5 separate regions of the Mus musculus genome follow, and regions 2, 3, 4 and 5 are each linked to region 1. Evidence: chromatin contacts called from public Hi-C and promoter capture Hi-C data. All regions are on one chromosome and are shown on one strand. The core of a region is the stretch at or near the end of the contact, and the rest is flanking DNA. Distances in the headings are between cores, read along the strand shown.

What was found. Promoter capture Hi-C pulls out the DNA fragments that hold promoters and counts their contacts. Hi-C and Micro-C count contacts between places; a contact is called where the count stands out from the background. Capture Hi-C pulls out chosen DNA fragments and counts their contacts.
Region 2: a contact with region 1 is called in a promoter capture Hi-C map of hippocampal neurons, with 2.2 times the contacts expected there. The contact joins the enhancer-like site here to the promoter of Arpc1a in region 1. A contact is called at or near these places in 10 of 39 promoter capture datasets (the 3T3-L1 cell line, the C10 cell line, the SN4741 cell line and 6 more), 1 of 15 datasets of contacts at CTCF or cohesin (embryonic stem cells), 11 of 484 Hi-C or Micro-C datasets (the HPC-7 cell line, cerebellum, cerebral cortex and 3 more), 14 of 115 datasets of contacts at active chromatin or transcription factors (the 230-238 cell line, bone marrow-derived dendritic cells, cardiomyocytes and 6 more) and 4 of 9 other capture datasets (adipose tissue, embryonic stem cells, liver and 1 more).
Region 3: a contact with region 1 is called in a Hi-C map of cortical neurons, with 2.3 times the contacts expected there. The contact joins the enhancer-like site here to the promoter of Arpc1a in region 1. A contact is called at or near these places in 5 of 39 promoter capture datasets (the 3T3-L1 cell line, the HPC-7 cell line, cranial neural crest and 2 more), 1 of 15 datasets of contacts at CTCF or cohesin (embryonic stem cells), 31 of 484 Hi-C or Micro-C datasets (the AML12 cell line, B cells, the N1E-115 cell line and 17 more), 9 of 115 datasets of contacts at active chromatin or transcription factors (the 230-238 cell line, bone marrow-derived dendritic cells, bone marrow-derived macrophages and 5 more) and 4 of 9 other capture datasets (adipose tissue, embryonic stem cells, liver and 1 more).
Region 4: a contact with region 1 is called in a promoter capture Hi-C map of adipose tissue. The contact joins the promoter of Zscan25 here to the promoter of Arpc1a in region 1. A contact is called at or near these places in 6 of 484 Hi-C or Micro-C datasets (CD4 T cells, CD8 T cells, the G1E-ER4 cell line and 3 more), 2 of 115 datasets of contacts at active chromatin or transcription factors (effector CD8 T cells and memory CD8 T cells) and 2 of 9 other capture datasets (adipose tissue and liver).
Region 5: a contact with region 1 is called in a Hi-C map of cerebral cortex, with 1.8 times the contacts expected there. The contact joins the enhancer-like site here to the promoter of Arpc1a in region 1. A contact is called at or near these places in 2 of 39 promoter capture datasets (cranial neural crest and neural stem cells), 3 of 484 Hi-C or Micro-C datasets (cerebral cortex, embryonic stem cells and forebrain), 3 of 115 datasets of contacts at active chromatin or transcription factors (bone marrow-derived macrophages, memory CD8 T cells and stem cell-derived neural progenitor cells) and 2 of 9 other capture datasets (adipose tissue and pancreatic islet).

Annotation. Positions count from the first base shown.
Region 1 is chr5:145,080,225-145,086,417 of GRCm38.p6, reverse strand. Arpc1a (actin related protein 2/3 complex, subunit 1A) reads right to left here and starts at 2,549. Exons shown (of 10, transcript NM_019767.2): 1 at 2,446-2,549.
Region 2 is chr5:144,841,786-144,847,978 of GRCm38.p6, reverse strand. It overlaps Trrap (transformation/transcription domain-associated protein), which reads right to left. Exons shown (of 71, transcript NM_001081362.2): 61 at 5,241-5,442; 62 at 4,611-4,775; 63 at 3,690-3,780; 64 at 2,365-2,564; 65 at 1,350-1,611. Among named protein-coding and RNA genes, the nearest start is that of Mir7039, 52 kb to the left of the region's middle. Within about 2 kb of position 2,383, at least 10 of the 459 cell types and tissues checked have an H3K27ac peak or open chromatin away from gene starts, as enhancers often do. A contact at or near this core is called in cerebellum, hippocampal neurons and pancreatic islet, where this site is marked.
Region 3 is chr5:144,879,483-144,885,675 of GRCm38.p6, reverse strand. It overlaps Smurf1 (SMAD specific E3 ubiquitin protein ligase 1), which reads left to right. Exons shown (of 18, transcript NM_001038627.1): 13 at 915-1,093; 14 at 1,970-2,107; 15 at 3,049-3,169; 16 at 3,857-4,058; 17 at 4,967-5,051. Among named protein-coding and RNA genes, the nearest start is that of Mir7039, 14 kb to the left of the region's middle. Within about 2 kb of position 3,480, at least 33 of the 459 cell types and tissues checked have an H3K27ac peak or open chromatin away from gene starts, as enhancers often do. A contact at or near this core is called in cerebellum, cerebral cortex, cortical neurons and 2 more, where this site is marked.
Region 4 is chr5:145,277,587-145,283,779 of GRCm38.p6, reverse strand. Zscan25 (zinc finger and SCAN domain containing 25) reads right to left here and starts at 3,309. Exons shown (of 6, transcript NM_001081431.2): 1 at 3,153-3,309; 2 at 1-428. The coding sequence starts at 383. Gm38740 (a long non-coding RNA gene) reads left to right here and starts at 2,731. Exons shown (of 2, transcript XR_868692.2): 1 at 2,731-3,391; 2 at 4,194-4,274.
Region 5 is chr5:144,911,684-144,917,876 of GRCm38.p6, reverse strand. All of the region lies in intron 1 of Smurf1 (SMAD specific E3 ubiquitin protein ligase 1), which reads left to right. Among named protein-coding and RNA genes, the nearest start is that of Gm33821, 4.3 kb to the left of the region's middle. Within about 2 kb of position 3,251, at least 52 of the 459 cell types and tissues checked have an H3K27ac peak or open chromatin away from gene starts, as enhancers often do. A contact at or near this core is called in cerebral cortex, embryonic stem cells, forebrain and 2 more, where this site is marked.

The DNA.
Region 1 (6,193 bases), core at 1,300-3,799:
AAGTAAAATAAACCTTCATTCATATGGTGATAATTTTAAGTCACTAAGCTGCAGGTGGTATTTAAGCAATGTTTGAAAATCTTAACAAGACTCAAAAGGAGAAAAGGGAACACCATAGGCGATTGCATGAACTTAAAAGGTTTTTCTGGGCACTCGTGAGGCAGAGGCGGAAGGATCTCTGTGAGTCCCAGGCCAACCAGGACTATATACAGTTGAGACTCTGCCTCAAACAAAACCAACCAACCAAAACGCAGGCATCAGGCGCCTGTTGCCACTGTCCAGCACTGAGGGATAAAGAGGACTGAAGGAAGAGGCTCCTACTCTCTTCAGCTTTCACTTAGCATGGTCTTTCTTCCTGCCCTACTGGTGAGCCTACCTACCTATGCACTGTGCACACCAGGCAAGGGCTGCACCAACTCAGCCACATTCCCAGCCTTCAAGTGGAGTCATGTTAATGTCGAGTTAGCCATGGAAATCTGAGACGAGGGGACCTGAGCTTGAATCTTCATTTTGACACACACATGAGATGCTGGGCAAATTTTCATTTCATCTCCAAATGGCATTACAAGACAACCGTTGGGAAGATTAAATGAGATAGCACATAAAAGCAGCACAAAACTGATTCCGGTAAGTTAGTTCTCTGATCTTTTGGGTTGTAAGCCTAGCCTTTAGTGGTGGAGCCATCTTGGAAGCCCAGTAAATTGGTTTTCTTTCTTCCTCTGACACAAAGCTTTGAACCAGTCCTAGAAGGACATGTTGGTGTCTTGACCCCATTCCACTGGGACTTGACAAATTCACATAAGTTAGAGTTTCCATTCCCTGTTAGGGTCAATTTCAAGTCATTGATTCACCTAGTTTCTTTTTTCTTTTTCTTTTTTTTTTTTTTTTTTGGTTTTTTGAGACAGGGTTTCTCTGTATAGCCCTGGCTGTCCTGGAGCTCACTCTGTAGACCAGGCCGGCCTCGAACTCAGAAATCCGCCTGCCTCTGCCTCCCGAGTCCTGGCATTAAAGGCGTGCGCCACTACGCCCGGCTTTCATCTAGTTTCTAATTGCTCTCCTTACCCAGCCCAGCGATACCTGTGCTCCAACAGGTCACCACGCCCTACCAATGTTCTGACAGGCTTCATTAGAAATTCCAGCTTCATCAGACCATCTCCACACTTCCTGTAGAGAACTTATTTTGACCTAACACTAGATAATTTAGATTCAAAACACTGCCACCCATCCTCTAAAGGAGTCTGCAATTTCCAATGGGTCCTCTCAGCTGTGAACAGCATATGAATTGAAGAAGCCTTCCCCCAACCCCCACCCCTGAGACAGCCAGTGACTTGATCTAATGGGGTAAACACCCGGGACTGATAACTTATAGAGACCTGAAATCCTAAGGCCTACTAGGAAACCAAAAGATTAAGGGAACTGATAAAATAGGATGCCAACCTAGGTCATTTCAGAAACTGGGCAAGGAGAAGATAGGAGAGAAACACACCATGACAACAGATGGCTTTATACTCAGAGATTCTAAGCTGCAATTTATTAAGTGCCTCCCATGTTCCCAACAGTGTTCAGTATCTGAACGGGGCCAGGAACATGAATAAATCCTTGTCCTCATGTCCTTCTCCGGAGGAAAGAGAGCAGAAAGTAAAGGAAGGCAGATATGCCTTGAAAGTCTCAGAAGCACCAGTAATGGCTATCATTTATTATCAGATCATTTGAACAGCTTCTCTGGGTTAGGAATTGCTGTAAGCAACTCAAGCACACGAACTCCACGCGAAACCCATAAAACCAAGTAGACTAAGAATCTTCTTACTGCAGCTGGGGAAACTGAGGCACCAAGAAACAACCTTCCCAGAGACACCTGACAAAGTGGCAGAGTCAAACGGGAACTCGGAGGGTTCTACATAAAGGACCCTATGAATACGGGTGCAGAGGAGAGTACAAGTCTGACTTGCGGGGGCGGGGGCTAGAGCTAGGGAATCTTAAGGTTACTGGAAAGATGGGCTTTCTCTTGCTGGGAAGGGTTCCCCAATAACTGACGGTTCGGAGGCTGCTCTAGGCAACATCCTAGATGTTGACGAGATGAACAGATACTCGTGACAAGCCACCGGGGGATGGGGGGGGAGATCCGCCCGTCTAAACTAATTTTACAGATTGTGGTAAATGCTCACAGTAGGGGTGCAAATGGTACTATGGGGGTGTCGGAAGCCGAGTTGTTCCTTCTCTCATCCGAGATGGAGGGCAGCTGGAAAGTGCTCAGAAACGCTCGGTCTGTGTGTGAGGGGGGCACCAGGGACTCAGAGGTAACCACGAAGGGCTGAGATCCCGGGCCCCTCAGCTCCAGACCCCGCGCCTAACAGCCCTGGGCCCGCCGCCCCCGCGTGCCATAGAACATACAAAAAAAAAAATGGAGGCGACCCGGGCCAGACTCTCCGCCCTGTGGCTCCTTACCTGAGGTTGGGGAGGTCTGGAGGTCCGGAGCGGACGATTCGCGGACTCTGGTCAGTCGACGCGAACTGGCTCCGGCGGGCGCGGACGGAGGAGGGAGGCCTAGAGGGAGAGGCTGACAGATCCCGGAAGTGACCGGAGCGCCTGCGCAGAGCGGCCGCTCTCAGCTGGCGCTTGGCGCAGGCGCAGGCGCAGAACGTAGCCTTTGTTGGCGTGTTCTGTCTGAAGAGCGGCTGCTGCTCAGGTGAGGCAGCCGCTCGTCAGCGCTAGGGCGTGCTTGTGGAACTGGATGGGCGTCCTACTCCTTTCTTTAAGGAGGTTTTAACACACACACATTTCTGAACCATGGCCCAAGTGTGCAGCGTTGGGAGCTTCTCAAGTGCTTTTTGTTACAAATTACTGAGCTAGGATCTCTCAGGCTTTGTGGTTCTGAAGAACAATTCAAAATAAAATAAAATAAAATAAAAATATTTATGTGGCTGGGCGGTGGAGGCGCACGCCTTTAATCCCAGCACTTGGGAGACAGAGGCAGGTGGATTTCTGAGTTTGAGGCCAGCCTGGACTACAGAGTGAGTTCCAGGACAGTCAGGGCTACACAGAGAAACCCTGTCTCCAAAAAAAAAAAAAAAAAAAAGAATTATATGGATGTCTGTGTCGGTATACGCATGTGAATTCAGGTGCCCCTGGAGGCCAAGAGAGCAACAGATCCTCTTGGAGCTGGAATTGTAAGTTACACCATGTGGGTGCTGGGAACTGAACTCAGGTCCTCAGCGAGAACAATACAATCTTTTAAGCTGAGCCATCTTGCCAGCCCTTGAAACTATGTTTGTGTTCCTTCATAGAGGGTGGGTCAGAACTGGTGACTATTTTCTGCCTGGCGGACTGTCCCTGTCCTGGACCCTCAGTAGAAAGTCTCAAGTCTACCTAAGAGTCCCCTTGACTGTTCCTAGATCAGGACCACTTGTTCCTGCACCCACAATGACACCACAAGAAGGCGCAATGGTGACATGGAAAGAGTGTATTCTATGTAGATGCAATTTATAAGAACTGCCCTGAATGCTACATCCAGTCAGACTGTTGCCCCTGCTCTGGTAGAAATTATGAAGCAACCAGTTAAGTACCCAGGTTCCACTAGAGGTAGGCACCCCAGTCCTTGTCTTGTGGTGGTCTATATATTTGACCCAGTGGACAGTAAACACTGCCCTAACAGAAATAAGGGAATAGTCTATTTCGAGTCAAATATCCATGAGCATTGCTTAGCAGTGCTCGGATTCCTTACCCTAAGTGTTTGCCCCACCTTGAAAACAGTTGCGTTATGGTCTTTAGAATTATTATCGGTCTGTGTGTGTGTGTGTGTGTGTGTGTGTGTGTGTGTGTGTGTGAGTGTGTGTGTGTGTGAGTGTGAGTGTGTGTGTGAGTGTGTGTGTGAGTGTGAGTGTGTGTGTGTGCTGTGTGAGTGGGTAGCACTCATATGGTGGTCAGAGGTCAGCTCTGTGAACTCAGTTCTCTGCTTTCACCTTTACACGGATTCCAGAGATCCAACTCATGTGGTCGGACTTGTTCAGCAAGCGCTTTTCCCACCAAGCCATCTCGCTGGCCTTGGGTGAACTTTTATAGTTGCAGGACAAGAGAAAGCCACACATCAGAACATTTAGCAGAGTTGCATTGGTGGGAACATCGGATAGGAGGGTTATAGCAAGAAGAGTCAATCTTTCCTAGGTTTCAACTTAGGTTAGAGAACTCTTAGCCTTAGTGTTGGAGGAAGCTAGAGATCTGCTGATACACCACAAGGGCTTTACATAACAAGCCTGAGAAGGTTAGCTAAGTATAAAAATAAAGATCATGGCTAGTGTTGTAGCTCAGTTGACAAGAGTGCTTACCTAACAGTCACAAACCCCTCTGTTAGCTCCAGCCCTGTACAAACCTGACGCGGTGCCACGTGCCTGTAACGGCAAGCACTTCAGAGGCAGAGGGAGGAAGATCAGAGCCAGTGTAGGCAACATAAGGGTTTGAGGGCAGCCTAGACTACATGAGATCGTGTCTCAAAAAAGAAGACTCACTAGGCTGGAGAGATGGCTCAGTGGTTAAGAGCACTGACTGCTCTTCCAGAGGTCCTGAGTTCAAATCCCAGCAACCACATGGTGGCTCACAACCATCTGTAATGGGATCTGATGCCCATTTCAGATGTGACTGAAGACAGTGACATGTATGTATGTATGTGTGTGTGTTCTATTAAAAATCGAAGATTCAAAAAGGGAAATGAAGGCTAGTAGATAACTACTAAATGGCCTGAGATGCCCCGAGATACTTTTGGAGTCTATAACATTTGATCTCTTCACACTACATCCTAATTGAGCAAGGCCAAGCAGTCTGCATGACCTTAAATAGAGACGGGACTTCAAGCAACTTCCATCCAGAAGCCCTTGATTGTAAGGCACCGTCTACAGAGGCAAATCTGCAATACTCCAATCGCACACCCATGTGGTATTATTTACAGTTAAATAGTTCAGTTGTTCACAGACTTAGAGTTCTTCCTGACTTAGAGCTCTTATAATTTGAATTTATTCCATGGCTACAGGTCCTGTCATGGGGAAGCAAGGGAATGGAGTGGGAAGATAATTGTAAGTTGGATATCCTACCTCAGAGACAACTGGACAGAGGAAAAATAGCATTCCTGGAAAGCAAGGCTTCCTCATGCATTGTGGGGTAAGTGAGCCATTTCTAGAGTGTATACAGTTGGTACCCAGAGCCAAAAGCAAACAAGGAAAACCTCAGCTGTGTTTCACTTAGACTCCAACTCTTTACAAAAGAGAGTGTCTTCTCTGAAGAAGTTTAGTCTGGATAGATGAAAATATACTGTCTACAGTCAATGACGAGAAGTGTTCAGTCATGTTGGTTTGTTTCTTTATCTGGGTTGTGAGAAGATCCATGCAAAAACCACTTAAGGAAGGAAGGAGTTATTTTGGCTGGTTGTTTGAAGGGATGCGGTACCTCATGCAGGGAAGACATGGCCAAGGGAGCTGGAGGCTGTTGGATACAAACATGTGCCCACACTTGGGAAGGAAGTAACAAGAAAATAGTGTTCAGAGCCTCAGCTGCACTAAAGGATGGAGCCGCCACATTCAGACATGCCCAGATGTGTCTGCTAGGTGACGCTAAATCCAGTCAAGTTGGCAAAACACAACAGCACCCATAAAATAAGAGCCATTCAGTAATAATCTGATTTTTAATAATCTCACAGAATCTCACTGTGTATACCTGGCTAGTCTGGAACTTGCAACTTAGCCCAAGCTGGCACAGACTTCACGGAGATCCCCCGGATTCTGCCTTCCAAGGGCCAGGAATAAAGGTGTGCGCCACCACAGCTGGCTTCCATTCTGTCTTTTGAGTCACTGGTTAGCATGTTAGTCTAAACAAAGGCTACAACTTTCATGCTTTATGGGGGCAATTGAGTCCCTAGTTTTTTTGGTTTTTAAAGACTTATTTATTATATATAGGTGCACTGTAGCTGTCTTCAGACACCCCAGAAGAGGGCATCAGATCCCATTACAGATGGTTGTGAGCCACCATGTGGTTGCTGGGAATTGAACTCAGGACCCCTGGAAGAGCAGTCAGTGCCTTTAACCACTGACCCATCTCTCCAGCCTGTTCTTAGTTTTACACAAGGTTCTTTAAGTCAAGCTGCCTTGTTCTACAACAGTGGAAACTACAAAAGCATTTTGAGACTTGAAGTTTTTAATACAATGTAGGG
Region 2 (6,193 bases), core at 1,134-3,633, 240 kb after region 1:
CAGGTCACACCTGCATGCCAGGTGGAATCACAGTAGGCTGACCGGTAAAGCAACTTGCATAATTAACAGGTATCTACTATAGGTACACACATAATACAGAGTTTTAATTGCATCCTTTAAAAATAGTAAGGCTTTAAAAATGACTAGAGTTTTAGGGTCTGGGGCGTGTGGCCCCCTGGTTGAGTACTTAGCCAGCTTGAGAGAGACAGAAGAGAGCTGCACCACGCCCCCACGGTTGCAGTATATCCGTAAATAAAGCACTTCTTCAGAGAATTACCAAAAAAAAACCGCAAGCAAGATGTTTCATTTGATTTTGAGAAACCGAGGCAAATCGTGTTCCTATACCTACAGGCCAATCAGAGAGTTAGAGAGATCTGTCTGGGGTAAGTTGTGTATAGGAGAAGGCACTGTGTCACGCAAACACACACTTGACTTAGGGAGTGGGGAGGTTCCCTCAGATGAGACAAGAGAGGCCTGGGGAGGGGACTTCTAGGAAAGAAAATGCCTTCACCTGGTCCCCCATCATCCTGCCTCCTGCAAGTCTGTACCCCACTTGTTGCTTTGAGGCCTGCACTTTAATCTTTAAAATTCTCCACGTCAACTTAAAACTTTCCCCCAAAACCAAGCGCAGGAAGGCAAGGGTTTGGGCTGAAAACCTTCCCTTTTCTCTGAAGGTCAAATTCTAGCCCTTCAGTGAGAAATAAGATATGGAGTCAGACTGTTGACAGTCATGGGCTCCTTACGTTTGAGTACTGAGACAGGCTCTCACTATAACTTGATATGTAGACCAGGCTGTCTTGGAGCTTACAGAGATCTGCCTGCCTCTGCCTCAGTGCTGGGATCTAAACAAAATGTACACCACAACACCTGGCCTGAGGTTATGTTTTAAGAAAGTCTAGCTGGAGAGATGGCTCAGCGGTTAAGAGTACTGGCTGTTCTTTTAGAGGTCCTGAGTTCAATTCCCAGCATCCACATCGTGGCTCACAAACATCTGTAATGGGATCCAATGCCCTCTTCTGGTGTGTCTGAAGAAAATGACAATGTACTCACATACATAAACAAATCTTAAAAAAATATTTAAAAAAATGATTTATGGGCTGGAGAGATGGCTCAGAAAAAAGAGCTGGGCATGGTGGCGCACGCCTTTGATCCCGGCACTTGGGAGGCAGAGGCAGGCGGATTTCTGAGTTCGAGGCCAGCCTGGTCTACAAAGTGAGTTCCAGGACAGTCAGGGCTACACAGAGAAACCCTGTCTCGGAAAAAAACAAAAACAAAAACAAAAACACACAAAAAAAAAAAAGAAAAGAAAAGAAACAAAGTCTAACAAGCGTGTGCGCAGGCAAGCCTACCTGTGGTGAACTGGCCCTTCAGCTTCTGGAAGACAGGGTCCTGGGCGGTGGCTTGTGCGCGGCGGGCCAGGGACTCGGAGGCCGCACTAGAGAACATGGTTGAGACGTTGGACACATTCTCCAGGCCGACCCCGAAAGTGCTCACCAGCTTCTTGACAAAGTTAAGAGTGTGAGGGGTGATCTTGGCGTCTGATACTGCACCGCTCTTTTCAAAGGCAACAGAGTAACATTTTGCCAGGCCCTGCTGGAGCTGCCTGAGCACCTAGCAGAAGAGACAAAGACCATGAGTCAGAGGGCAGCGTGGCAGGCAGCCGGTGCGGCCCGTGCCATGTCAAGCCCATACACACCTTTACTGACACTCGGTGGGCACCACATTACCTACAAACTCTCACGGCCACATGGAACTGGCCAGAGCCCGGCAGGACACACTGCTGGGCAGGAAAGTGAGTGGTAGTCTGTCCCCAGCTCAAGTGACTGCCCTTAGGGAGATAGCAGAGTGGAAGCAAGGCTGAAACCCACACACTGCCACTGCCACTGCCACTGCCACTGCCACTGCCACAGCCACAGCCACAGCCACAGCCTGTCCCTCACACAGGAGCCACCAGCAGCAGTTAGAAAGGAACTGAGGCCATGAAGGTGCGCACGGTAGCAAGGAGCCTTATTAGCTCCATTTCCTTGTCACAGGGACACAGGCTGGCCTGGGACTCCTGAGTGCCAGGATTGCAGGAATGGACCACTATGGCTTGCTGATGAGGCGCTGGGATGAAACCCAGGGCTCTGTGTACTCCTGGCGAGCACTCTACCTACTGAGCTACAACACCCTCGGCCGTCATATTTCAATGCCTTGAAGCTGCACTGCTGTCTGGAGAGCTATTTACCTAATCCACGGTGACATCAACTGTAAAGAGCTGTGCTGATCAGACACCCCGGTCTGAGCACAGCCATGTCTGCAGACACGGCTGGTACCATCCACTCCCTCTACAGGAGGCAGCGGCCGCAGAGCCAGGGCGCCTACCTCTTCGTGCCAGTTCTCTCTGAACCAGACCATCTGGTCGACGATGCCTTCCAGGGAGGACAGGAGGGTGGGGTGCAGCTCCCTCTGCATGTGCATGATCCGGCTGCAGCGCCACATGGGCGCTGTCGCTCTGATGGGCCCTGGATCTGACGCAGAATGGGACTGGTTACCCGCTGAACTGGGCTGCTGCTGTCCAGAATCTGAGAGCAACACACACAACGCCAACGTCAGCGCAAGACCCACGATGCCACCTCAGCGCAATACAGGACCCACTGGCCACAGAAGGCCGGTTCCTGCCACGGTGGGACAAGACCTTTCCTCCCAGGGACAGGGTGAAGATGGCCTGGTTCTAAGAACAACTGTCCCGCTTGACCGAAGAGTGGAGAGCAGATTAGTTCTGCCCTGAATACAGGTGGCCCAGGGAAAAGCTAGCGTGTGTGCCCACAGACTGCCTGCCACCCGAGAGTCCTAGCAGGTAAGGCTCATGGCTCTCTGAGCCCCTGTGTCATCTGCTGTCTGATATAAAATATTTGGAAAATCATCTCCCAACATATTCCTTGCTACAAAAGTTCGAAGAATCTAAAAAACTGATCTAAATACTTCATCCAGGAAGGCCAACCCCCCACTTGCAAAATGACATTTTTGAAAAATAGTCACCTCTGAGAAATACACTATAGAACAGAACACTGCATGGCCAGCTTTCTGGTTTAAGATCACTATATTTAGCCAGGAACTTAATTAACCTTAATTTTCTGATGACCAAGCCAAAGAGCTGACGTCACTGTGCTCCCCCCGGCCCCCCCACACACACACACTTGATCCTTCTCCCCGGCAGAGGCTCTGGTGCCATGTGTGGAAGCTGACTGGCTATGAGGCACCGTGCTTACCAAGCACCCACACCATAAAGTCAGGTCTTTGCTCATCAAGGCTGGTCAGGGCAGAGTCAAAGTCCTGCTCTTGGTTCTTAGGATCATCTAGAGAGCAGACTGCTGACAGCTCAAGGCCCTCAGCAGGTCCACAGCACATTTACACACTGACATCTTGGTTGTTGAGGCTTTCCCACAGTGGGGACCTCACCAGCTTCACTCTATCTCCAATAAGTCATCCCATGAACACCTACCCTCCTGCCACACACTGTTCAGCCATTAGGCTTGGTCCTCTGGCCCTGACCAAAAAGAAGCCTGACTACATGTGGGAGGGGAGCTGTGGGCAGGGGTGTGCCTATCACAGTGGTGAGATGGGTAGCCCACCTGTTATGGTGATGATCTGGGGTACTCCCCACGAGCCCTCGGAGCCCCCTGCCAGCCACCCCAGCCACAACATACCACTCTTGTAGCGCTCCCTCTGCTCAATCTTCAGGGTCAGGTACAGAGTCCGGATGGGAAAGTAGACAGCCTGGGGATATACCCGTCCAACCTGCTGGGAGACAGCAAGGAGTCAACTGCACTGTTCCACGGGAGAGTTCTGGGCAGTGGACAATTTGTAGGGAGAGTAACTGTATGCAAGCAGTGAATGGGTTTTTGTTGTGCACTTGGGTCAAAGAGGCCAACACCAAGCAACTGATGTAATATATAAAGTTGCTGACCAACAGATGGAATAGCTTGTTTAAAACCCCAACAGATCACACATGCATCTCATAAGTTCTACCTGGCAACCGACCACTCCTGGCAGATACCATACTCATTTCCTTCAGCAAATCTGAGGAAAGCAGGAAACACTGGCTCCGGATCTTAACCAGTGAGACTCCCTGTGTATCCATTAGTCATGGGATTGTGCACAAGCCTCCAACTAAAGGGCAAGCCCACTAAAGGCCGCTCTGGTTCATGCAACTGCAGGAGTCAAACAAACACGGAGGCAAGGTGGCAGGTGCCAGCTCTACCATACTAGCTTGTGACCAAGAGGACACTCTATCACTCAGACCTTTCAGACGTGCCACAGAACACCTGCTTCTGTGTGCAGCCACTGCATGGGCGACAATAGAGGACACATTGAGACAGTAACCAGGCAGCTAAGCTCTAGGTCAAACTTGGGTCTCGAGGATCGCTTATGTGATCTCAAGAAAAACCAAGTCTTCTCCAGGAATCACAAGACAATCCCATGAGGACAGAATCAACTGGAGAGGTGCTGCCTGGCGTGCTGGGCACAGCTGGCACCTGCTCACTCAGGAGGAGCTGTGAGGCGCTAACCCCGTCTAACTTACACCACTAGCACTCCTTAGGAGCCAGCATCCCTGACACTGTCCCCACCTGGCTGATGAGGTTCAGCAGCAGCTTGCCCTCAGAGCCCACCAGGCAGGTGAGCAGCTGCGGGATCCACGCCAGCCACTGGATGGGAGGTACACCGATGCAGTACTTGTCTACAGCATCCGCCAGCGTGTTTTTGTCATCATCGAAACTCAGAAGCCACAGCACCTAAAGCAGAGGACAAGTTTTAGTTATATGAAATCTGAGAGCCTCAATGGAGGTCCCAACCTTAAATGAAATAGTGTTATCGACCATGAGGGAGAATCAGAACAAAGCTTAAAGAGCTTAAAGTGCCACCGAAGGTAGGGTTGGCACTGGCTTAATGACCATGTATGCTGATGTACACTCCCAAGCTCAAGTTCATGGGGATTTGAAAGACCCCACAAGCAGAGTTTATTCATGTCTGCTGCAAACACTGACTCCGGCTGTGCTGCGCCTCTGCACGGAGAGCATGGATGCAGGTTGGATTTCAGTTCCCTCTGGCCTAGAAGGCTTTCCCCAGGGTGTGTGAGACCCCAGGATGGTCAGGCCTCTGTAGGGATGGGAAGTGAACAAAGGCAAGCAAGCAGAGCTGGAGCTCAGCCCAGTCAGAGGCTGCTCTGTGACAAAGAGGACGGAGTCTCCTCAGCTCACCTTGGCCAAGTACTTCCTGGACTTGCTCTCGTTCTGATGCCGGCAGGCATGCAGGTAGCAGGTGATGGCAGACACGCCCAGGTGCAGCTGCCGCTCCTTCACGAAGATGCTCTCCAGGTAGTCCCCCCACATGGCCCAGGCCTTCACCAGCACATCGTGCATCTGCACGGCAGCCGAGAACGCTTTGTTGGCCTCCTCAGATCTGTGTGGAACCAAAACACACAGCATATGCCACCACTCTGCCTCACAGAGGATTTAACTATTGGTGGCACAAACTTGGACTCGGGAGGCTGAGGCAGATCGGAAAACTTCAAGGTCAAAGCTAGCCTAGAACACACAGCAAGCCACAGGTCAGCCTGAGCCACATTGTCAGGACCTATTTCAAAACTTATAACCAGCCAACCAAACAAACTGAACATCTGAGTCATAGTTAACACACTCATGGAACTGCTGTGTGGCTTTTCCTATGCAGTTACTCTGATTCCTGGAAATGCCATGCCCCTGGCCACCAATCTGCCTTCCATCTGTGGGGACTGATGTATCTTCCCCATCAGACTGCACCCAGTCCATCAGACTGCACCCAGTACAGCATTTCAGAGGTCTCCACACTGCAGCATGTATTCTGCAGCTCTATGGCTCCACTGTATGTGCAGAGGGCTGTTCACTTAACACTGATGCCATTTCCACACTCTGCCTAGTGCTGCTACACACACTCTGGAACAGTACCTGTTTGCTTCGGTCTTTTCAGACCAGTGCTTCTCAACCTTCCTAATGCTGTAACCTTTAATTCAGTTCCTCAGGCTTTGATAACCCCCAATAATAAAACTTTAAAAAAAAAGTAGGAGAACCCTACTTTATAACTGTAATTTTGCTTCTGTTATGAACTATAGTATAAATTATCTGATATGCAAACCCTGTGGAAGGGTTGTTTGACACCACCACCGCCACCGCCA
Region 3 (6,193 bases), core at 2,231-4,730, 200 kb after region 1:
CTGTCATATCTTCAGACACACCAGAAGAGGGCATCAGATCCCATTACAGATGGTTGTGAGCCACCATGTGGTTGCCGGAAATTGAACTCTGGACCTCTGGAAGAACAGTCAGTGCTCTCCAGCTCCCAAAAGACCCTGTCTTAAAACACCAAACAACAAGAAAACCCCAGACACCATGTGTGGTAGTGTGGGGAGGTGGAACTGGGTGATTCCTGGAGCTCACTGGCTGTCCAGCCTAACCTGTAAGATCCAGCTTTAGTGAGAGATCCTGGCTCAAAAAAATGGGCAGCACCTGAGGGAATGAAGGCAACCTTCACATACACCACACATGCACGCGCATACACATAAACACACACGCACACACACACACACACATACACATACACACATACACACACACACACACACACACACACACACACACACACAGTGGGAATAAACCTTTATTTACCCAGCCTGGAAACTAAATCCTGACACATTTTCAGAAACACATGAGCTGTCCACACTGTCCGCACCAGAGCCCTCCAGTTAAGGAAGGAGAAGAGCTCCCTTCTTCCCTGAGGCCTCCACAGTTTTATGTTGTACCAGGCCCTTGCAAGTTAACTAAGAGTTCGCAGGAAGAGATAGTGGGCACACACATACACAGTGTTAGGCCAGGGTGTGAGGGTGCACAGCTGTCATCCCAGTCTGAAGGCGGAGACAGAAGGATTGAGGAAGTCCCAATCCCACTCGAGTTAGGAGTAAGTGAAGCTGGGACTCAAGGACAGCCTTATCCTGTCTGGCCACGGGTGGGTGACGGGCAGCTGAGTGTATGTCCTGTTAGGTCTAGATACGCGGGAAGCCCATGGGAAGTGGGTGTCCATGCCTACTGTTCATCTTCCTAATGGCTTGCGGTTCTCTGGCACCCCCTATAGGACCATCTGTCATACTTCCACTTTGTGGGTCGCATCATGGGTCTGGCTGTGTTCCACGGACACTACATAAATGGGGGTTTCACAGTTCCGTTCTACAAGCAGCTCCTGGGGAAGCCAATCCAGCTGTCGGACCTGGAGTCCGTGGACCCAGAACTGCATAAGAGCTTGGTGTGGATTCTGTAAGTGTCACCATCCTGCCCCACAGCCCGGAGCTGCTGTTGTGTGTGCACATTCTTTGGGGGAATAGGTGTGGAACTAAAGAGAGTAACAGAATTAACTATAGCATCATCAAACATTGGGTTGCAATTACAAATGAACAAAGCAGATGGAATCATTTACTTGACTTGTGTTCTTTTCATAAGCTAGTTTGGCTTGCTATTAGGTTTGCTGACAAGCTTTTCTTGGTATGTGTTGGGGGACAGGGTTGAGGGAGAGCATACATGGCGTGTACCCCATTGTTTCTCAGGTGGTCTGCAGAAGGCAAGGGAAAGTTTCAAAACAAAATTCCTGTTTAGTTACCTTTGTTTTAGAGTTAACCAAATGCTTTGCAGGAACAGGGTGAACCTGTGCACCTGTGGAAGACCCAGGCCCTGACGTGTCGGGGATGCTGCTGTGTGGAGTTTGGCTTGGGGCAGGGGGTCCTCCTTGGCCTCGATTGCTCCACTGTACAGGGCCGTGGGGAGCAGGGGCTTTCCTGTGGGGAAATGCTTGTCAAGAAGTAGGGCAGATAAGGAGGCAGCCTGACAATGCCAGTGCTTTTTGTGGGAATGGCTGCCTTTGAAAGGCTACCTTGAGAGGAGAGAAGCCTCATTGTCCTGGCTCGTGTCCTTTTGACTCAGCTGCCTCTTCCCAGGCCTCCTCCCAGATGCAGTTCCCTGAGCAATTAGGTTTCATGTCCCCTGGTGTCACAGGATGGCTGAGTGATACCCCCATGAGTGGTAATCATTAAGTCAGGGACAGAACTTAGCTAGGCCTGCCAGCTGCCCAGCATGGTCCTCTCCAGCCCGTTAGGACTCCCTGGCATAGGCCTAACCAGCCTTCGCCTGTATCTACAGAGAGAATGACATCACGCCTGTGTTGGATCATACCTTCTGCGTGGAGCACAACGCTTTCGGGCGGATTCTCCAGCATGAACTGAAACCCAATGGCAGAAATGTGCCTGTCACTGAGGAGAACAAGAAGGAATACGTCCGGTAATATGCAGGGCTTTAGTGGTGACATGGAGCAAGCAGATGGTGCTGTCGGGGCACCTGGAGTAGAGACTCCATGTGACAGCCCTGCTCTCGATGCAGAGGTGGCTGCATGCTCACTACAGTGTCCCAATGCCACCTGAGGGACAGTTTTGCATACTGTGGGTGGTCATATGGCCACTCATGTCTCACAGACCCTTTTTGAAGTCTTGGCAGTTCCAGGAGGTCTCATCAAGGACTCCTGCTTTTTAGTGGAAAACCAGAATGGCAGAGCTAGTTTGCTTTTAACTTGCTATTAAGGCTGGGTGTAGCATGGTCGTGGTGCACCCTGTGAGTCCAGCACTTGGAAAGCTGACACAGGAGTTGTTCCAGGTCATTCTGGGCTACATACTGAACTAATTACAGCCTGGGCGTCCCAGACTTTCCCTGGATGGGGAAGAGGAGAAAAAAAAGTGACAGATAAAGCCAGGTGGGATGGCACAGACCTCTCTGAGAACAAGGTCAAGACCAGCCTGGGATACATGGAACCTTGTCTGAGAAAGATAATAGAAAGAGCTGTAGTGACAACTCGGTGGCTGAAGCTCAGGCTGATCCTCCAGAGGACCAGCACACACATGGTGGCCTTAACTGGCTAACTGTCTAACAACTCCAACACCCACTTCTGCACCAGGCACACTTGTGATGCAGATATGCAGGGAGAACATGCATATGCTTAAAATAATAGTAATTAAATTACAATAATAATAATTAAGGGTAAGAGCAGACCTGCAAACTAAAAGCTACTAGGGAGGGTGGGTGTGGGCTTGTGTCCCCTCAGCAGACTCTACATTAACTTCACATGTGCTGTCTGTCACTGCACTGTGATACTGTCACAGCCACTGTGGGAACAGGGTGCTCTCAAGGCCTCTTCTCAGTTACCTGAAACGCATGGCTTTTCCTTTCAGGCTGTATGTGAACTGGAGGTTTATGAGAGGAATCGAAGCCCAGTTCTTAGCACTTCAGAAGGGGTTTAACGAACTCATTCCCCAACACTTGCTGAAGCCCTTTGACCAGAAGGAACTAGAGGTGAGTGCCAGGTGTCCTAGGGACCTCAGAGAGTGAGGCCCCTGGCACCCCTCTGTGCAGTGAGCTTGGTGCAGGGGGAGACTGAGGGCACCTGGATAGCCTTGTCTCCTTGCCAGCAACTACTGACTGGCTCTGCAGGCACTGTCGCAGGTCTGTGCCTGGGGCTTGTGGGATCTCTAGCCCTTGCCTAGGACCAGGCCTCCCTCGCTGTTCTCCACTCTCCACTCTGGCTATTCACAGACTGAGAACATACAGTCATGGCCTCAGACAGTGGCTCATTCACCCCTCGCCAGCTCTGCCTGGTGCCAAGTGGCCTAAGCCTTCCAGATTGTTCTCACAGCCATCTGCCCACTGTGAGACGGAGGGCTTTGGAGTGGAGCCTCTCTGTGTGAGCTTTGAGCAAGCTTTTAAACAAGTGGACAGTGCTCTGTGTCCCCTCGTTCCACATGGCCTGTTGCATTCTGTTAGCTGTTCCCAGTCACTCTTGCCTGGTGCTCAGCAAACTCACTACAGGTTTGGGGTGTCAGCCGACAAGTAGCTGTGTGACTGATTGCTGACAGCCTGTCTGCTGCTTGGCTGTGGGAGTTGTACTGTCACTGCTTCTTGAGTCTCGGTAGTCTTGGGGGAGGGGCGGGGGCAGTGTTTTGTGCATCTGAGGGTAACACTCAGCCTGGCGCCCTTCCCCAGCTGATAATAGGTGGGCTGGATAAGATAGACCTGAACGACTGGAAGTCCAACACCCGGCTGAAACACTGTGTGGCAGACAGCAACATCGTCAGGTGGTTCTGGCAGGCGGTGGAGACCTTCGATGAGGAGAGGAGAGCCAGACTCCTGCAGTTTGTGACAGGATCCACAAGAGTTCCTCTCCAAGGCTTCAAGGCTCTGCAAGGTGACTGACGTGGAGTCAGGGCCATTCCTGAGGTGTTGAACAGCAAGACTTGGAGTGTGGGCCATCCTGCTAGAGAGTGAGAGTGGCCAGTATATTCTCACAACATATAGTTAGCAGTGGGGCGCCTGGCAGGTGTGTGGCCACACTGGAGCCCCCCATGGGCTGATGGATCCCATGTGCTCTTTTAAAATCCAGGAGCAGCAGGGGCTACTGGTAGCTTCCGGTGTCCCCAGCCCAAGGTGGATGTCCCCTTACCCTTCTTAAAAAACAAACAGCCAAACCCCAGCTTGTAGGGAGTAGGGTCAGGTGGAAGGTGCTGGAGCTTAAATACTCCAGAGCTTGACTGCACTGGCCTCAAGAGACCGAGGCCACCTTATTTTGTAGTGATACAGGACTGAAGAGACTCTGCAGGGGTGATGGGGTTCCCCGCCCAGCACCGGAAACCTTCTCTTAGCACAGGCTAAGCCTGCGCCTGCTGCTGCTTCCAACACTGAGGGGCTGGGCAGAGCAGGGCCTGCAAAGGAGGTGGCCAGACTTCCTGCCCCTACAAGAGCCTCTTCCTGCCCCCAGCACTGCCACCCTTTACCCTGCACACAGGAGTGTGTAACACACCTATATAGTACAACATCCACTGGCCTCTGTAGTTTCAGCAGCAGCAGGCCGCTAGGAAAACCTACAAGCATCCAGGAAGACCAGAGTAGAGAAAGTCTAGTGGCTTTCTGTCTAGTAAAGTGTGGGAACCAATTAGTCTCTACTTCTGCTACCCCAAAAAGAGGTTCTTGGGCAGGCCATATGTAGGGGCGCTAAGCTCCTTGGCTTCAAGCATGCCACACTGCCACAGAGCCTCCTGGCCAGGTACTCCTAGGACTTGTCTCTGAAGTACAGTAACTAGAATGTTGTCTTGTAAGGCTCTACAGGCGCGGCAGGGCCCCGGCTGTTCACCATTCACCTGATAGACGCCAATACAGACAACCTGCCCAAGGCCCATACCTGGTAAGCCCTGCCTCCGTGGGATCAGACAAACGGCCTTTGTGTGTCCTTCCGCATAACCTCAGCTCACACCCTGGGGCCAAGTGACTGGAGTCAGCAGGTCCCACTGGGTCGCTGCTGTGGGCATCAGATTTTGTTAAGGCTGTGGTGCCACCACTTGGGACTGTAACCTGAAGGGCCATGGCTGTCCCTTGGTTGTGTGTTGTGCATGTGTGCATGTGCCTAGCAGAAAAGGGCAACTATTGTCTGTTTGATGTGCGGCTCCACATTTTCCTTCTCAGAACCTTATTGAAAGATTCTGTCTCAGGCTCACTACCTCTCCTTCAGGATTCTAGTTCCCAAGGCTGTGGGGATGCTACATGGTAGCACAGGAGGTTTAGATGCTGTCTGTGACCAAATGAAGAGGTTTGAGATGAGTGGTTTAAGTACATCCTAACTGTTGTTCACATTTGAAGATGGGCTAAGACATCCATTCCCAGGAGCGTGTATGTAAGACCCCATGGCCGCCTCAGCATGGTACGGCCCGAGCTCCTACAGAATAGGTGTGTGGTATTGAAGCATGGCACTGTGTCCCTTCATAAGGCTAGAGAAAAGGGGTGGGGGAGAACGAGAGCGTAGCCTTCGCCCAGTCTCTAAGACCATTCCTGACTGCTCTGTGCCTGAGATCCACGGGCCACCGCTTTTAAGTTACTGTGAGACAATAGATGTGTCTCTTTTCACAAATACTGGAAATGAGATTCCCCCTGCAAATCTTGAGTTCCCAGGAAGGTAGGTACGCACCCATCTTTCTAGGATTTGGTGTTCTCTTACCTTGGAGACCCAGCATGCTGTGGTAGGGGATTGACCTCATTAGAAGGCCTGTTGGTCACCAGTGCAGATTACAGCAGGCCGGGGCTTCTTTCCAGTGTGAGAAAGCACACCCAGAGGCAGAACAGCGAGCAGAAGTGAGCTTACACGCTGATTGTGTGGATTGTGACACTTGTTGTGGGTTGACTGGCAGAAGCAAACACAGCAACAAGGGCTGTGCTGAGAGCTGAAGTGCGTGTGCATCTTCCGAGGGAGATGAGACGCCATGCCCGCCCGCCTGCCCGCCGCTGTACTTTGCGGCAGTGTGGATGGGGCTGAGTGCCTCCCTCCCAGCGGTG
Region 4 (6,193 bases), core at 2,060-4,559, 200 kb before region 1:
GCCTTGGCCTCCGTGCTCCCCATCAGCTCCTCCACCATGGCCACCAGAGCCTTGCCGCTGTCTGGGCTGTGTTCCCGGATCCAGGTGTAGAACTCTCGGGGCAGGATGGTGAGGAACTGCTCCAGCACCAGCAGCTCCAGGATCTGCTCTTTGGTGTGCAGCTCCGGCCTCAGCCACCGGCGACAGAGCTCTTGGAGCTCCCTGAGGGCTTCCTGGGGACCAGCAGCCTCTTGGTAGCGGAACTGCCGAAACCTCAACCGAAATGCCTCGGGACTCGAGTCCTCCCCTCCCCTGCCCCATGGCAGCTCCTTCTCCAGTTTGACCACTGGAGCACCCATCTGCTGCTGAGGATCTCCTGCCATCTCCAGACGCTCTTTCAGCATCTTCAAGCTCCGGCAAGGCTGAGGATGACAACAAGGGTGACCCGTCTGAGAAGAGAAGATGCACGGAAGGTCAGCCCATCCATTTCCGGGTCTACACCAGTGACTGTCTGAGAATTCTGACATCTATCATGAAAACCCTATCAACTGGCTTGGGCTTAGATCAGTCAGGGTGGTGACAGTAGAGCAGACAAAATCAAGACAAATTTTTAAGGTTGAAACCAACAAATACACTAGTGGCTTGACTATGACAGTGTCCTCAGGGTAAATACCATGCCATACAGGTTACTGCACTGCTCTTGATTGCCCATCGTAACGAGATGGTAAAACCCTGCAGAAGACACAATACATTTGGACACAGGAAAAAAAAAAAAATCAAGCTGGAGTTGACCTGGCATTTCCTCCATGTTAACTGGTTTTCATAGTGCTGGAAGGCGCTGCACAGGCCACTGGAGGAGAAAAGCCATCACTTTTGGGTACTTCCCAGCAGTGACACTTGTGTGCTCCAGTAAGGAATGGCCTGACAGACAAGACATGCCCACGGAGGGAATTCATACCTGGGATTGTAAACCTGCTCAAAAGCCCATAGCCAGGGAGATTATGAGCCTAAGGGAGAACCTACTACTGCGGTATTTCTAAAACAGACATGATGTCAAGCCACCTTCTAAATATTTATGTCTACACCTATAGATTGGTGCTGCTCTCAGCCTTGGCCAGGGAAGCCTCTGTCTACTTGCAGCTAATGCAGAGACTCAAAACTGGTCAAAGTGCTGAGAATGAGTGATTGTTGAGAGCTCAGCCCTTAATGGGACATCTGTTATCAACACCCCACACAAAGCAAAGGCTCGGGAAACATAGTGCAAGGGGGGACAGAAAGAACCCAGGAGTCAGAAGATGGCAAAAAGAGTTCAGTGAGATGCTATCTTCTGGACACGGCACAGCCATGGCACTTGTGAACTGACTGCAGCCACGCCATTTACACAAGACCCACATAGGATCAACCAGTAAAATCAGCCCTCAGACCAAGAAAAAAGAGGTCGTGAAAATGGGAGGAGATGTTTGAGTGTCCCTTGGAGGGGTGTGAGAGGAGAGTTAGGGCATATATACTCAAGACATAGCATATGCATGTACAAAAATGTCAGACACTGGAAGCTGGAAGAACAGGAAAGGAAAAGAGGATGGAGGGAGGAGAAAGGGAAGAAGGAATGACAGAAAGGAAGCAAATATTACACCAGAAGAAAAAGAGGCGGCAATGCAAACCGTAAAATCAGTCTCGTTTACTTCCAGGGCAGGCAGGCTGTCAAAACAGGCCCCAAGCCCATAGGAAAAAAAAGAGACAGAAAGAATATGCAGGCAGCTATAGCTGACTCCCTCCCAAAACATTGGGGTCTAAAAAGAAAGGTGAGGCTGGAGAGACAGCTCAGCAATTAAAGAGCACTTGCTGTCCTTGCAGAGGACCCAGGTTCACTTCCCAGCACACACATGGTGCTTCACCATGTGTGTGCTTACAGACTGGAGTCTGTAACTCCAGTTCCAGAAAATCTATTGCATCTTCTGGACTCCAGGCATACAGTACACAGACATACATGCAGTAAGGAAAAAAAAAAAAAAAAAACTCATCACATAAAAATAAAAATATGGGCTGAAGAGATGGCTCAGCAGGTAAGAGCACTGACTGCTCTTCCAGAGGTCCTGAGTTCAAATCCCAGCAGCCACATGGTGGCTCACAACCATCTGTAATTAGATCTGATACCCTCTTCTGGCGTGTCTAAAGACAGCTACAGTGTACTTATATATAGTAAATAAACAAATTTAAAAAAAAAAGTTGTGGGCCACTATACTCAGCTATATACATATACGTACACATACACACACACACACACACACACATATATTATACACATGTACGTACACACACACACACATATACATATATCAAAAAAAAAAGGACGAAAGAAAAAGTTGAGTGTACTGGTGCACACCTTTAATTTCAACATTGGGAATAAGAGGCAGGCCGATCTCTATGGGTTTGAAGCCAACCTGCTCTACATTGTGAGTTCCAGGGCAGTCAGAGATACATAGTGAAAACCTGTCTAGAAAAAAAGAAAGATGTAACAGGCCTGTCGTTAGTGGCCTGAGAGGCCAAGGCAGGAGGATGGCGAGATCCAAGCCAACCTGGGTACGATGAAACTGGAAAAGAGGGAGAGCAGAAGAGGATGGAAGGAGGAAAGAGAAAGGGAGGAAAGAATGACAGGTGAGTAGCAAACATAACACCCTAGGAAAAAGAGGCTGCGATGCAGACCGTAAAAAAAAAAAAAAAAACCAGAATCAGTCTTGTTTACTTCCGGGGCAGGCGGGCTGACAAAACAGGCCCCAAGCCCAAAGCAGTAAGGCGCTGTGCTCATTAGCGCAACTAGGGTGCGGCAGGCCACGTCCTTATGTTACATATGGTATTTCTCTGTCCGCCTGTGAAACTGATTCCTCATCTTTCCACCTCTAACACTCATCGTTCTGCTTCATCCAGCTTTCTCGAACGTCCCTGCTACTGTCTAGCTCGGTCCGCCAGTGCCCTGGGGCAAGCGGCCCCCGTGGATCTTCCAGGCCTCTGGCAGACAGAAGGCGCCGCGTGGCTATTCTTCCCATCCCTGTCTTGCATCTGCGTCTAAAAACGCTTAGCGTCCCTTTTCGGAGTCCCAGGGTCAAGGTCTTCCTGCGGGTCCTGGACACCTTAGGCCCCCAGCCTGGCCCGACCGCGACCCGCATGGATCTTACCTGAGATCACCGCTGTGCGTGGAGCCTACGACCCCTGGCCCGCTGCTGCCCCGCCGAGCAGCAGCTTGCTCCGTCCAGCCCCGCCCCGACCCGGCCTGCCCGGGGCCTTGACTGCGCGCTTAGCACCTGCCCAGGCCTGCGCGGACCGGAAGTGGGTGGCGGATGCTGTCAAGCAGGTGCCCTATGGAAAGGGCTGACGTCCGGTTCCTCTCTAGGAAGCTCGGAGGTCCGAGAAGGAGGTATGTCTCTATGGTCGGTCATGGCCACTCCAGGTTCCCATCTCCTGGCTCTATTGCACTTCCATATATATATGGAATAAATAAATAAATATATATTTATTTATTTATTTATTCCATATATATATATTTTAATGAGTCTCTACAAAAAGTAGTTTTTCTGCCCTAGTCTGAGAGATGGATTAGTCTATGTGTAGAAACATAAATATTTTAACATTTGTCTAGGTTTATTTAGTGTGTGTCAGAGGACAACCTGTGGAGTGGGTTCTCTCCTTCCACCACATAGGTCCCAGGAATAGAACTCACACATCGGGCTTGGGGGCATGCACTTTGACCCAATGAGCCATCGCACTGTCCCCAAACATAAATATTTAGAAGGCAATTGGACAATATGTTCTTTTAAGAAAGGTAATAGTTTTAACTGTACCTTGACAATCTAGGATCATCTAGGAAGAGTCTTTTTTTTTTGGGGGGGGGGGGGTCGAGACATGGTTTCTCTGTGTAGCCCTGGCTGTCCTGGAACTCACTCTGTAGACCAGGCTGGCCTCGAACTCAGAAATGCGCCTGCCTCTGCCTCCCGAGTGCTGGAATTAAAGGTGTGTGCCACCACGCCCGACTGGAAGAGTCTTAATAAAGTGTTAGACAATCCCTCCGGGACAGGGTGGCCTGTGGGCATGATGCAGGAAGAGCCAGTCTACTATGGGTGGGTTTGGGTCTTGGACTGTATAAGAAGGGAGATAAACAGTAAGCATACAGATACTAATTCATTTCTCCCTGCTTTTGACTGTGGATACGATGTGACCAGCTTCTTCAAGTTTCTGCTGCCTTGACACCCCTACAATGAGGACTGTAATCTGGAATTGTGAGCCAAAATAAACGGTCTCCCCAAAGCTGTTTCTGCTTGTTTCTTGGTATGTTTGCTTGCTTGCTTGCTTGCTTGCTTGTTTTGTTTGAGACAAGGTCTCTCTATGTAGTTCTGGCTGTTCAGAAACTTGCTGTATAGGTCAGGTTGGCCTTGAACTCAGAGAGATCTGCCTCTGCTTCCCAAATGCTGGGATTAAAATACTGTCAGTACCATGCCTGCCTAATGACTGTATGCTTTTAACTTTCTCATTTTAGTGTACTAACTATTGCAGAATTCCTACAAAACACATGTATACTGGCTTCTCTGGGAAAACAAAGAAACATCTTGTGATAGGAGGGTTGTTTTAGAGCAGCTGACATTTTAGTTAGGCTTAGACATGATTTCCTCTTTCAGGGAAAGACAGGAAACGGTGTTGGAACTAGAGACTGGTGCTCAGGCCAAATATGGTAGTGCATATCATTACTATTAGCACCAAGGAGGCAGAGGCAGGCAGATCCCTATGAGTTCCAGGCCAGCCTGCTCTACAGAGTTCTGGAACAGCCAAAGCTACATAGTAAGACCCAAAATGAAGTAAATTTTTCATTTTGCTTTGGTTTGGGTTTTTGCTCTGCATTTGTTTGTTTGTTTGTTTGTTTGTTTGTTTGTTTTGAAACAAGATTTCTCTGTGTAGCCCTGGATGTTCTGGTTCACTCTGTAGACCAGGCTGGCCTCGAACTCAGAGACCTGCCTGCCTCTGCCTCCTGAGTTAGCCCTGAGGGGTTAAAGGGATGTACCACCATGCCCATTTTAGCGCATAACTCTTTAATATCATTAATTCAAATACCTATTGTGATTATGTTCTTTTTTTAAAAATTCAGTCATTTGAATATTGTAATACATTCTCTCCCATTGACCTCCAGGTTTGGATTTTGAAGAATAGTTCAACATAGTGGTTATTATTATTATAATATTATTATTATTATATATTATTATATATTATAATATCATATATATTATAATATTATAATATAATATTATTATTATTTTAAGAAACTGAAAAAATTTAAAAGGAGAAAAGATAAAAAGAAAATCCTTGAGTAGGCAGCAGTTCAAGGAATTTTGATAGGATCGTATTCCAGTTTCGTTCAGGCAGAATCACGGCCAATACAAAGGAGTGGAGGATTAGCCAAACTTCATGAACCAAAGGCAGCAAAGACCATCAAGGACGGGGAGGTATGCTTAGGAATACTCACACAGATGGAGGAAGAGCAGAGCACGGGTCTTCTGGGGTGATGTTACTGATCCTTCAAGAAACAGGAGGGGTTGGAGAGATGGCTCAGGGGTTAAGAGCACTGACTGCTCTTCCAGAGGTCCTGTGTTCAGTTGGCAGCAACCACACGGTAGCTCATTACCATCTGTAATGGGATTCAATGCCCCTTCTGGTGTGCATGAAGAGGTCAACAGTGTACTCACATACATAAAATAAATAAATAATTTTTTATTTTAAAAAAGGGGGGCTGGAGAGATGGCTCAGCAGTTAAGAGCACTGACTGCTCTTCCAGAGGTTCAGAGTTCAAATCCCAGCAACCACATGGTGGCTCACAACCATCTGTAATGAGATCTGATGCCCTCTTCTGGTGTGTCTGAAGACAGCTACAGTGTACTTATATATAATAAATAAATCTTTAAAAAATAAAATAAACAGCACTCAGGAGGTAGAGGTAGGCAGATTTCTGAGTTCGAGGCCAGCCTGGTCTACAGAGTGAGTTCCAGGACAACCATGGCTACACAAAGAAACCCTGTCTCACAGACTTAGGAGGCAGAAGCAGGTAGATCTCTGTGAGTTTGAGACCAACCTGGTCTACATAGCAAGGACCTTCCTAAAGTAAACAAGCAAGCAAACCAAAGCAAGTACTGTGCCCGACAGCACTCAAAGGGAGACAGGAGGATCAGAAACTCAC
Region 5 (6,193 bases), core at 2,002-4,501, 170 kb after region 1:
AATGAGAAATTTAGGGTCACTGGCTTGGCAAGTGACTGAGTCTGGAAGGTGCTCATGAAGACCCCAAGTTTGAGTCCCCAGAACAGATGTAAAAAGCCAGGTGTGGCTATACTTACAACCCCAGTGCTAGGAGGTAAGAGGCTGGCCCAGGTGGTAAAGCTCCAGGCTGGTGGACACTGAGCCTCACACTCAGGATTCCTCTCTGACCCTGAAACGTGTCGTCTGTGCACGCATGTGCAGATGTGTGCCTGAAACACGTGTCGTCTGTGCACGCATGTGCAGATGTGTGCCTGCCTTTAGAGAGGAAATCCGTGTAGGCCCCAGAGGCCAGGAGTGCCACCAAGGGTCTGGCCCCTGAACTCTAAGGGAAGCAGTTTTTAGGCAATAGGGAATCTTGGGAATTGTGGAGGATTTTGCTAGTGTTGAAGAATTGGGTGTAGGTAGCAGGGATGGCATGAGTCATTGTCCAGAACTTGAATTGGTTTACTTAGTGGGCAGGCTATTTACCTGTCAATCTGAAGTGTTACTTGATCAACATTCCATTTAATAATTGGCAAAAGCAATCAGCAGAGGCCTGCTCTCCTCTTCCGGTGCTTAAGTATCCTGGCCAGCTACCTTAAATCTTGTTAATAGACGTTCAACAGAAATGGTTTTCGGAGTAGAAGCTAGCAAGGTGGCTCCGCTGTAATCCCCAGCGCTCAGGAGTGGAGGAAGGAGGGACACAAGTTCAAGGTTCTCTTAGCTATAGAAGAGTTTGTGGCCAACCTGGGCCATGAGATTCTGGGGATCAGAGGAGGCCCCGAAGTTTGTGAAGCCCTGAGTGGGTGGTTGCTGCTTTTCTTTTCTTTCCTTTCCTTTCCTTTCCTTTCCTTTCCTTTCCTTTCCTTTCCTTTCCTTTTCTTTTCTTTTTTCTTTAATGTTTATTTATTTATTATATGTAAGTACACTGTTGCTGTCTTCAGACACACCAGAAGAGGGAGTCAGATCTCATTACGGATGGTTGTGAGCCACCATGTGGTTGCTGAGATTTGAACTCAGGACCTCTGGAAGAGCAGTCAATTCTCTTAACCACTGAACCATCTCTCCAGCCCAGATCGGTGCTGTTGAAACAGGCAGGAACATGTCAAGGACCCTAGCCTCAGATCATGGGAAAATGGCAGTCTTCCCCTCTGGTCCATATGTGGCTGTTGAGGAAATGAGCAGAGAATGTCCACCATAGTGCTCTGTTCCTGGCGTTTCCTGCCTGGAGGCTACTCCCCTGCAGAGATGGCCTCTGCTCAGATTAGCTAAGCCTGGTTCCTCTCGAGCTGTATATGCGGACCCTGCCTCCTCCCTGTCCAGCTCTGCAACAATCCAGCCTCCCTGTCCAGGGTACACATGCTGGGCTTTCAGGGTGCTGAGCCTTCTTCGCCAGACATCCAAGGCCACCAGACCTCAGCTTTCCTATGTGTCCATCTGTCTGTCTTCCCTCACTGTCCTAGTCTGATCCTAGTCTCTAGAGCCATGCTAAGGACCAAGCAAGACTTAGTCTTAGAAACTAAAATGTTCCAGAGCAAATCTCTGTTGTAACAGTGTGTCTTTCACAGTGGCCTCACAGGTCCTGCTGAAGTAAATGCGCAGCACAGCATGTTGACTTAACCTCAGTACTCAGGAGGGTACTGGCTATTCTGGGTTGGTAGCATTTTAATTGAGATATAAATACTATATGCCACAATATGTCACTTTTTAGTATACTAGTCGGTAGTTGTAGTCTCTCCTGACACCACCACCACAGTTAATTATAGCGTTTCCCTCACCCCAGAGGAGCCTTGCCAGCTTCCTTGGCTCCCACTGGCCTTTCCCGACCTGCCCTCGAAGTCTTGTTACTTGTAGAAGTTCTTCTTTGTCTTTTAATCTTCTTAGTTTTTGAGACAGGTGTGTGCATGTAGCAGGGCCTGGCTGTGGTAGTTGGAGGACAGCATGCAGGCCTGTGTCTGCCTTCCCCGTGTGGATCCTAGGGACTGAGCTCAGGACCCCAAGTGTTGTGCTGGTTATCTTCATGCTGAGCTGTCTGCCAGCCCCTAGCTTGCTTTTGGTTTTTGATACAAAATAGCCATAGCCCTAGCTGTCCTGAAACTCACTGTGTACACCAGGCTGACTTTGAACCCAACCCAAAGAGATCTCCTGCCTTGTGGGATTCAAGGAGCGTGCTACCACCCCTGCCTAGCCTAACTTTTTAGATCAGGACCTGGTCTCTGGTTTCATGGTTAGTACTACTGTAGTCTGTCTTTCTGTCTTTTTCTTTTTCATCTTAAATCAATGTGGATTGTTTGTTGGCTTTATCATTTGTTTACAGTCTTTGGGTTTGGTTTGGTTTGGTTGTTTGAGACAGTGTCTTATTTAGTCCAGACTGGCTTCAAACTCTGGATTCTCTGTCTCGGCCTCCTGGGTGCTGGTATTAGAGGCATGTACTACCCTTCTCCCTACCTCCCCTGCAGCCTTGGCTGGTCTCCTCCGCCCCCATGTGTGTAGGTATGTCTTTGCATATGTTTGTGCGCGCGCGCGCGTGCGTGTGTGTGTGTGTGTGTGTGTGTGTGTGTGTGTGTGCGCGTGCGCGCGCGCGCGACCATCCACATGTGTGCATCTGGAATTGACTTCTCTCTCTTCTGGCTTATTCACTGAGGCAGGGTCTGTGAATCAAGCCAGGAGCTCACTTAAACGTGGCCAGTTTGATCTGTGGACTCCTGTGCTTCCCCTTCAGAGGGAGGAGCTCCAGGCTGGCTGCTATGAGCACCACACATTTCCATCAGTTCTGGAGATCTGAGCTCTGTCCCGACTAGTGTGTGACAGACACTTTGACCGTTGGGCCACCTCCCAGCTCCCTTGCTGGTTTCTTACAAATGAAATTTGCCTCTGCAATTTGAGGTAGGGTTTTGTTATTGTGCTCCACGGATCTCAGTCCCACATCGCCTTTCTTTTTTGATCCAAGAGCTGTTCTAAAACTTAAAAAATCTTGTGCTGTGCGGGTTGATGGTAGCTGACAGAGCTGGTGTTTTTCTTGTGTGCCGTGACTGCCGTGGGAGAGTTTGGCAGTTGCTAGTTCTGCAGCTGGGATCTCCTGCCTCAGTCAAGTGCATGAGAGGCAGGAGGAGGTGGGGGTGTGACATAGAGATGTTGCTTGACACACTATCCTTCAGTTACCCTGGACTCTGTCCTTTGTCTCCCACCATCCCCCCTGAGACCTCTCCTGCCCACATACCCATGTGGGCATGCTAGGAATGTTGCCCCAAGTGGAGCTCTGGGGATGGGTGGAGGAATCTCTGTCCCGTCCCGCTGCCTTTATTATACAGTGAGGAGGTGGCAGGGATGGATGGACGAGAAGGATGGGCAGGCTGGCAGCACGTGGGCAGCCTGGCAGCCTCCACCTCCTCATCTGAGCCCCAGCTCAGTAGGAAGTGGGAACTTGGGATGGCAGCATGGCCACAGCCTCACTTTGCTCTTGCCGAGAGAGAGCTAGAGGTGGGGGTGGGGGGCCTGGGGGGGGGCACATTCTCGGCCTCTGCCTTTAAAAAAAAAAAAAAGGCAGCGCAGCCTCAGTGCCCTTCGCAAACTATTTTGTGAATCAGTTTTTGGAAGCGTCTATATTGAGGACAGTCTTGGGTGCTCTGTTATTTTTGCGGAATTGAACCTCATCTCTTTGAGTTGTCTTGTCCTTTTCTGATGTATGTATGCACCAACTTGGAGCAGTGCCTGGCCAGCCTTTGGAGCTGGCTGGTGGCGAGGCTTGTAACTGGCATATTAATAACCTGAGCAGGGGCTGCACAGGGTGAGCTGGCACAGCACTGGCGCACGGCGGGGCACGGCAGGGCACGGCGGGGACGCGAACACCAGCGCCTGGCCCTCCCCTCTCTTCTACAAAGTCACTAACGACTTGAAAAATAAGATTTTCCTCGTGAATGTTTTTCATATAGTCATATTGAAGGAAATTTGAAAATTCTAGCCTGAAACAAAGTAGGGAAAGTATGTCATATTACTTAATGCTCTTCTCTGCTTTTTACAAACAACTCTCCATGTAGCTTATGCTACCCTTGAATTTGCTGCATAGCTGAGGTTAACCTTGAGCTGCCAATATGCTTGCTTCTCCTGGGGTCCTAAGTGTGTGCCCCTGTGTCCATGTGTGGGGTTTTGCTTTTGTTTTTGAGACAAGGTCTTTCTCTGTAGCCCTAGCTGGCCTAGAACTTATTATGTAGACCAGGCTGGCTTACAGTGTACAAAGAACCAGCAGCCTCTGCCTCCTGACTGAGCACTGGGATTAAGCACTGTCACGTGTGTGCTGCCACGCCCAGCAAAAAGCTGTGTATCGGGAGTGTCCTGACACACTTGCTGCTGTGTGCTCGTGGAGGCCCCAGGTTTTGAACCCAGGCCATCAGGGTTAGTGGCAGATGCCTTTTCTCACTAAGCTGCTCCACTGGCTTCCCTTTTAATTTTTTAAAAAGAGATTTATTTATTTATTTTATGTATACGAGTACTATGACTACACTGTCTTCAGACATACCAGAAGAGGGCAGCAGGTCCCATTGCAGATAGGTGTGAGCCACCATGTGGTTGCTGGGATTTGAACTGGGGTCCTCTGGAAGAGCAGCCAGCGCCTTTAACCACTGAGCCATCTTTCTAGCACTCCCCTCCCAACCACCCCTTTTCTCGATGCAGTGTTTCTCATAGCCCAGGCTAGACTTAAAATCACATCACCAAGGATGACCTTGAACTTGTAACCCTCCTTCGTCCAGTGTCATGCTGAACTCCACCCAGTTTTACCCAGTGCTGAGGCTCCAGCCTACCTCCCAGTGCTCCAGTGTGTGTGTCCTCCAGAGCAGGGTTGCATTATACAACCTGGTCACTTTTTATCCTTTCTTGATTGTATGTTTGTTCATTTGTTTGTTTTACTTGACAAATTGACTTTAAAGGATAATTTTAGTGTTTGCAAGTTACTAGGAAGATAACCGAGCCCCTCCACACTGCCTGGGAGCCTCCCTAGTTCACAGTGAGCCCGACCGAGCTCTCTCAGTTCCTGTTGGCTGGGGTCCTCAGGTCCCCTAGTTTTGAAGAGTGCTCTTTTCACTTCTTGGGCTCCTCTCTGGGGACAGCCTCTGAAGCTTTTGTTTGGAGGCCTGGGCAGTTTCTAAAAGAACTAACTGGCTGTTTTGTTTAACTCAGTTGGAGTTTGTTGAATGTCTTTCTCACTTAGAATCTGGAGGAGTCAGACCCCTGAGACACCATTGTCAATTGCCTGTCACAGGAGGCACCAGCAGTGGAACTTAACCGCCTGGCCTGGCCTGTGGCCCCTGGCTAAGGTTGGCTGTGTTGATTTGATTCCTCCCACTATGAAGGCATTCTGTTCTGCTTCTTCCAGCCTCATGGATCTGGGGTACCTCTGTACCCTTGGGGCATCGTCTTTCCTGGTTATTGCTTTATGGCCTAATTTAGTCCTATCAGTCTGACATCTCATGGACACTGATGGTTCTGTTTTGGTTAAAGCCTAGCATTACCTCGTTTCATTGTGTAGCATGTTCCAGGCCACTCCTTATTATAACTCGGCCCTTTAACATGATTCTACCAGGATGGATGATCTCCCTTTAAAACAAAATTTTAAACTTTATTGTTTTACATGTATGAGTATTTGACCTCCATATATACCTATGCACCATGTGACCTACAGAGGCCAGGGGAGAGGGTGTAGGCAATTGAACCCAGGTCCTCTGGAAGAGCAGTGGTTGGGTGGGTGTTCTATCTGCTGACCCATCTTCAGCTCATTGATCTCCTCTTTTGAGAGATTGTCTTGTTGTGTTGCCCAGGCTGTCCCTTATCTCCTGTGCCGAAGTGGACCTCCCAACTCAGTCTCCTCAGTGACAGGGCCTGCCTGGCTCCTTCTGTGTGCTTTGTGCACCCAAGCAGACACATCTCAGTGGCTCCCAGGCCTTGTCTCTCATTGCTGAGCTATGCCTCTCTAATACTGTGAGCATGTTCTGTGTGCGTACTTTATATGTGTATTTCCAGTGACTACACACCACAGGGTGGAATTGATGGCCCATGATCAGCTAAAAGAAGTTGACATATCTTCTCACTCCGCCTTTGGCAGCAGTGACTTAACATTTTAATGTGACACATGGCCCCATCTGAGTCCTCACTGTTCAGTGCAGCGGCAGGCTTCGGTGAC